Linked DNA regions of Dromaius novaehollandiae: region 1 is linked to region 2. The links are chromatin contacts, called in public Hi-C maps. All regions are on one chromosome and are shown on one strand. The core of a region is the stretch at or near the end of the contact, and the rest is flanking DNA. Distances in the headings are between cores, read along the strand shown. Region 1 overlaps ABTB2 (ankyrin repeat and BTB domain containing 2). Region 2 has its middle 23 kb from the start of ELF5.

What was found. A called contact is a pair of places that touch in the nucleus more often than the background predicts.
Region 1: a contact with region 2 is called in a Hi-C map of brain, with 2.6 times the contacts expected there. The contact joins two enhancer-like sites. A contact is called at or near these places in 2 of 4 Hi-C or Micro-C datasets (brain and liver).

What each region holds. Positions count from the first base shown.
Region 1 is chr5:51,464,147-51,467,083 of bDroNov1.hap1, forward strand. It overlaps ABTB2 (ankyrin repeat and BTB domain containing 2), which reads left to right. Exons shown (of 17, transcript XM_026099973.2): 15 at 1,738-1,806; 16 at 2,855-2,937. Among named protein-coding and RNA genes, the nearest start is that of NAT10, 38 kb to the right of the region's middle. Within about 2 kb of position 1,380, at least 2 of the 2 cell types and tissues checked have open chromatin away from gene starts, as enhancers often do.
Region 2 is chr5:51,270,931-51,273,675 of bDroNov1.hap1, forward strand. No RefSeq gene overlaps it. Among named protein-coding and RNA genes, the nearest start is that of ELF5, 23 kb to the left of the region's middle. Within about 2 kb of position 1,466, at least 1 of the 2 cell types and tissues checked has open chromatin away from gene starts, as enhancers often do.

The sequences.
Region 1 (2,937 bases), core at 130-2,629, 190 kb after region 2:
TAGAAATTGGCTGCATTTTACGAGTATTCTGATCTGTGTCAAAGCTTTTCAGCTGGGACCAACCTTGGAACAAAAAACTCCAGCCTATATTTTTATTTTCTTACTAGGCAATTGACTCTTCCGTAAAGCAGGACAAATAAGTCTTTTACTGAATGTAGTTTTGTACTTATAAAAGGTTCACAGGCACAACTTTCATGCTGTGTTAAGCAAAAAAGTAAGCCTAGTTAGAGCAGCAGGACTGCCAAGCTTCATATTAATTCAAATCAGATTATCAGAAATTGATGGTGTCCCTTTCAAGAAGGGCTTGAAATTAAGAATTTCACTTTGCTTTTATGACATTTCTGTATCTAATGGACCTAAGGGAGCTTCATTCATGATGGAGAGAAAGTAGGGTACTCAACACACAACCAAAGAAAAAAACAAGTCAGTGAAATGTGAGAGTTAAAAGTTGTTCCAGCTTTCTAGCTCTGCATTTCAAATCAGAAAGGGAAATCTGGAAGTGCAGAAAAGCTGAAAGATTGTGTAACTGTTTCACTGCAGGGTTGAGGATTTTCCTCTTTTTTCCTCTTTCTATGATGTATATATACACCAAGCTGTTTGTCAGCAGTAGTGCCTTCTCTCCTGGAGGGAATGAAGTTGGCTATGAGTATCTTTGCTGTATTGGAAAGGGGCTGTGATAGTTTGGTGCTGTACAGATGGCATCCAAACTCTGCAGCTCAGACCATGACCATAAAAAAATAAAAAATAAAAGGGGGGGGGGTGCAACTGAAAATATTTAAACAAGCCTCCTTAAAATTTTTTTACATCAAAAGGTTTCTGAAGATAGGCTTTTTTTTTCCACTGGAGACAGCACTGAATTGAAAACAATGAAAAGAGTGAAATCTTTCATAGAGACAATTTGATGTTAAATAAGAGGAGGTGACTTAAGGAGATTGTGGTGTTCTACAGTAATCTCAGTTATGCTGCACTGAACTGGACCGCTAGAGATCTTTATTCTGCTTGGGGAAAGTAGCTTTGCTTCTTTATGCTTTCATTATACAAATAAGAAATTTTTTAAATAGAAGCTTAGTTTTGTTACCACTGCTGTCAGGAGTGGTAAGCACAGCACGCAGTCTCCACATGTGTTTGTGCAGTACCCAGGACGCTGGGGTGACCTGTCTTCCCAACACCAAATTTAGCCATTCCCTAGATATGACAGTAGTGGTTTTGCTGGGGGTGGGGTTGTGCACATGTGGATCAAAGAGCCAAAGATGACGCTTGCTGTCCCTGCAAACAGTTATGCCTTTTCCTCTGGCCCCGACAGGGGCTGGGAGGGGTGGGGGGCCTGGAAGCTGATTAGAAGCACGGCAGGGAGGCGGGCGGCTGGGAGGTCCCTGCGACACACATGCACATGGCACGGCAGCTTCAGCGCTCCCCCTAGCCGCAGCTCTGCGTGTGACCAGCCTGCAGGGCTTTACAAATCAGCATGCAAGAAATATCTTTCCAAGGACATTCCTCTTGCTCAGAGACACACTGTCACCCTGAACCTAAAATCCTCAACGGGGCCCTTTTCAAAACCCAAGGAAGAAGTAGTTTTAGAAAGTAGCACATTTGCAACACTAGAAAAATGCCAAAAGCAGTAGCAAGAGCCAGCACACCACGTGATTCCCGTCTGCCCAGGAGGGGGAGCACAGCCATTCACAGTCCCGTGTGACTTGGGTGATAACAGCTTCATGCCTGGCCTTCTTCCCATTTCAGATGCTGATGCAGTATTTATATTATGGAGGAACAGAATCTATGGAAATTCCCACCACTGATATCTTAGAGGTGAGAGTGTTTTCTTCTAAGTCTATGTGCACTGGGGTATAAACAGGGCTTGAAAGGCAAAATCCAGCAGCTGCCAACAAGCTTTCAATCTAGGATACTTAAGGCTTTGAAATGAGTTCAAAGTTTTGAAACAAAAGTGCCTGGAAATAAGAACAGCTACCAATTATTTTATAGTATGGCAATGAGATGCTGGATAAAAATACATCACTATAGTGCTATTGGTACCCAGAGTTGCCTTAAACTATCCATTGAACTTTACCTCCATAAATCAGTTCTTTTTAAAGAGATGCTAGATAAGTGAGTATGCTGTTAGTCTCCAAAGTTGTTCTTGCTTACAAGTAGATAAATTAAAAGTTCCAGAAGAGGAAGGCGAGAACTGTACTGCAGCCTTGTATTTACTCCCCAACAAGCAACTGTTAAACCTAAAAAGCATCAGCTTTGCTAAGTAATTCCTTCATTGATCAGGTGGCTGTGCACCTCACAGAGATGGATGGAAGCCTTCTTTGCGAGTCCTCTCTCTGCTGGGGGAAGGAAGCAGCTGAGCCTGCAGCTCTGGCGCCCCGAGCAGGCCATCCACCAAGGGGCGGGGGGGGTCACAGGGAGGCTACCGCTTTTAAGCTGAACTTCTGCGGAGCCACATATGGTACCAAGATTGGGCTAAAAGCACGGCTGTAGTACACAGGTCCTCTTTCAGTGATGCCATTTAGTCACAGAGTGGTGAGATTAAAGCTGCAGCTAAAGATTACACTTTTTTTTTTTTTTTTTTTGGGAGGGGGCTTTGAACAGGCGAAGGCTTGCAGGTCGTGGTAGCAAAAGGTAGCACAAATGCATTTCCTGCAGGAGAAGCAAGCCTTTCCTAACAAAGGGGGAAATTCTCTCTGTTGCTTTATCTAGGTATCCAGTAGCCTTTCTGCACCTTCCTGAGGGCTTAGACAGTGAAAATGGGAGTCAGAGATCCTTCAGGGAAGGAAGCGTTAGTTCTGTTTGCCTTCTTCCCTAACCCTTTTACAGCTCATGATCTCAAATGGCTTCTCTCTTGTCCTAATAGCTGCTGTCGGCTGCCAGCCTGTTCCAACTGGATGGCCTCCAGAGACACTGTGAAATCCTCTGTGCCCAGATGATCAGCATGGA
Region 2 (2,745 bases), core at 216-2,715:
TCCACACTACACTAGTCCTCATTAAATACAAAGTAAAATCCTATCAGGGACATTATTCCCTTTCTTTTGATTTAATTTTAGGAAGCGAGGCTATAACCTAATTACAGCCTTTGTGAATATGCATGGTCACCGCCTAGAATACTAAACTGTTAAAATCAAGTCTTTTCAAGCAAGATTTAGTTTGGACCGAATATTGAAGTTAGAGTGACAATCTCACACTGCCAAGTACTAATTTCCAAGTACTAATTTCTTCTTATCTAAAGAAAACATTATAATTACTAAAGGGAAAAGTCTCAGAATAAGACAGGTTTTTTACCCAGTAAAATCCTGTGAAAGAGGGAAAATACCCCCTCTAGGGGCACCCTTAGGCAGCCTCTACAGCACTTTTTATCCTAAAGAGCTTGAATACAAGTCTGGCAAATAGGACAGAAGTTTTCACCTGAAATGGTAAAGCACCAGAATAGACAGGAATTTCATTTCTCAGCTCCAAATAGTGCCTTGGCCATTCTTCCATCCCAAGCCCTCTATGCTATATGCCAGATCCAATAAAGGAGAGGGGTGGCCAGCATCATAGCAGCCCAGCTGACCAGATAACGGAACCACAGGTAGTTTCAATTCTTGGTTTTCTTTAAGACTTTGAGGTCCATACCTTGGTCTTCAGCAAATTGAATGGACTTTTGCACAAGTATTTGCAATGAGGAAAGAAGATGAAAACCTGCCCATACAACTATTTCTCCACAGGATAAGTTTTCTTACACTGAACTCCACACTGCTGCCATTGAATATTTCCAAGACTAAACGCACTCAGCTCCCCTTGCCACCAGCACTGTACCCATAACCTGTGGCAGCTTTTGAAAGGTCAGTAGTAATCACGGCTTCCATGCTCTTCACCCATGTGGCTCTTTGTCAGAAGATGCTTATAGCATGAAGTCCAACCTTTCCATGTATTCTCTCACCCATGGGAAAGTGGCAACACAAAAGAGCGGTGAGAGGCTTACCAGTACAGAACAGCATCCACATCATGCCTTCAAACACGCAGCTTCTACAGATTTCAGAGGCCTCCATGCACTTCAACACATTTCCAGATGTGTGAAGAGGCTATTTCCATCCACATTTGTAAAAAATGAGAAAGTGGTTTACTTCTGTAACATTCTGCAACCCATAACGTACAGCTCCCAGGCTACATCTACGAGCAAGGTGTGGTGTGATAACCAGCATGACATCAGAAATGAAGAAGCCTTCTTTCCACAAAACTGAAACTAGGTAGAATAACTATATTTTGGGTTATTTTTCATTGTGCTGATCATTCCTTGCATTGAAAGGATACAGGCATCCATTTTATTCTCAATTTATACTGGTATTCTAGTGAGATCATTTTTTCACAAAAGCACAGTTCCTCTTTTCATAACCTAAACAGCTATTCAAAAATTAGCTGATGATCTGCAATACTGGAATACTCCAGCAGAGGCTACACTTGAGCTAAAGTAGACATGTGCCACGCACAGCTTGGGTCTCTACCAAAAACCCAAAACCTTGAAGGATCATAGAATTTCCACACATGCTCCTACTATAGAGCTTGAAATTAATTCTTTTTTCAGTTTGCAAGATTTTTACACACTGTGACTAAAATGTAATGAAAGGAGAGGAGATTAAAGTAATCTATGTTAAAAGGTAGGGAAACCTTTTCACGTGTCATTTCTGAAAACAGCTTTTTCTTATAAATAAGGCCTCACAAGTTGTTTAGCATTCTTTGCTTTTACTCCAGCAAAGTTCCTCTAAACAGCTCATGACAGTTCAATCTTTAAACATCTAGGAGAAAGCTTGTAACATTACTTGCATGTTTTTCAGCAGTTAAACTGTTTCCACCCATAGCACACGACTTGAAAGTTTTTATAAATGGGAAGGGTTTAGACAAACTCACAGACTAAATGAGATGGTGCTGGCAAAAAGAACCCTCCAGGGTCTATAGTCAATCAAAATGTAGCTGAAAATGCTTTTTATCATCAATGATAATATACCAAATTAATTCAGAAATTTTACACATTTTTACAAGAGGAGTAATTTTATATACATCTATTTTCAAGAACTCTTACTGTTTTAAAATTTAGGAGTCCAGTGCAGTCCATATAGTAGGGATATGTAGCATATAATGTTCTTACTGAGTAAGATTTTTGCAAGGGAAAGCACAAAGAAAGAAGTTAAAATGCTGGGAAGAACAGGAGGTTGCACTCTAAACATGGCAAAAAGCAATCAGAAGCTCACAGTCAAACTGTGTATTACAGGGAAGCGCACTGAAATAGAACAGGTGTTACCTGTGGTATTCTTGGGATGTCATGAAACAGTGATGTTACAGAAGCTGGTGGAAACAAATTATAATTGGGCAAGTTTATTTTGCCTGATTCAGCTGCCCTTGGATATTGCAGGCATGCATATTAATAAAAAAAACACACTATCACCTTTGGAGCCCGTACAAGGAAGGTTGAGAACACAAAGGATAGAAACTCCATAATAAAAACAATCAAACAGCATCCTCAGTTTTTGCAAGTGCAGTTTTTCATGCTTTAACCTTATGTTACTATAAGCAAGATCTTTGGCCTGAGGGATTGATAACACCAGTGGAGAAGAACATGGGAAAGTTGTTCCAGCCATGATAGTCCTCAGAATATACACATGGAATAGGTCTTTAAGACCCCACCTTAACTGATAAAATTTGATTTTACTTTAAATTACAGGTATCAGTGGTGA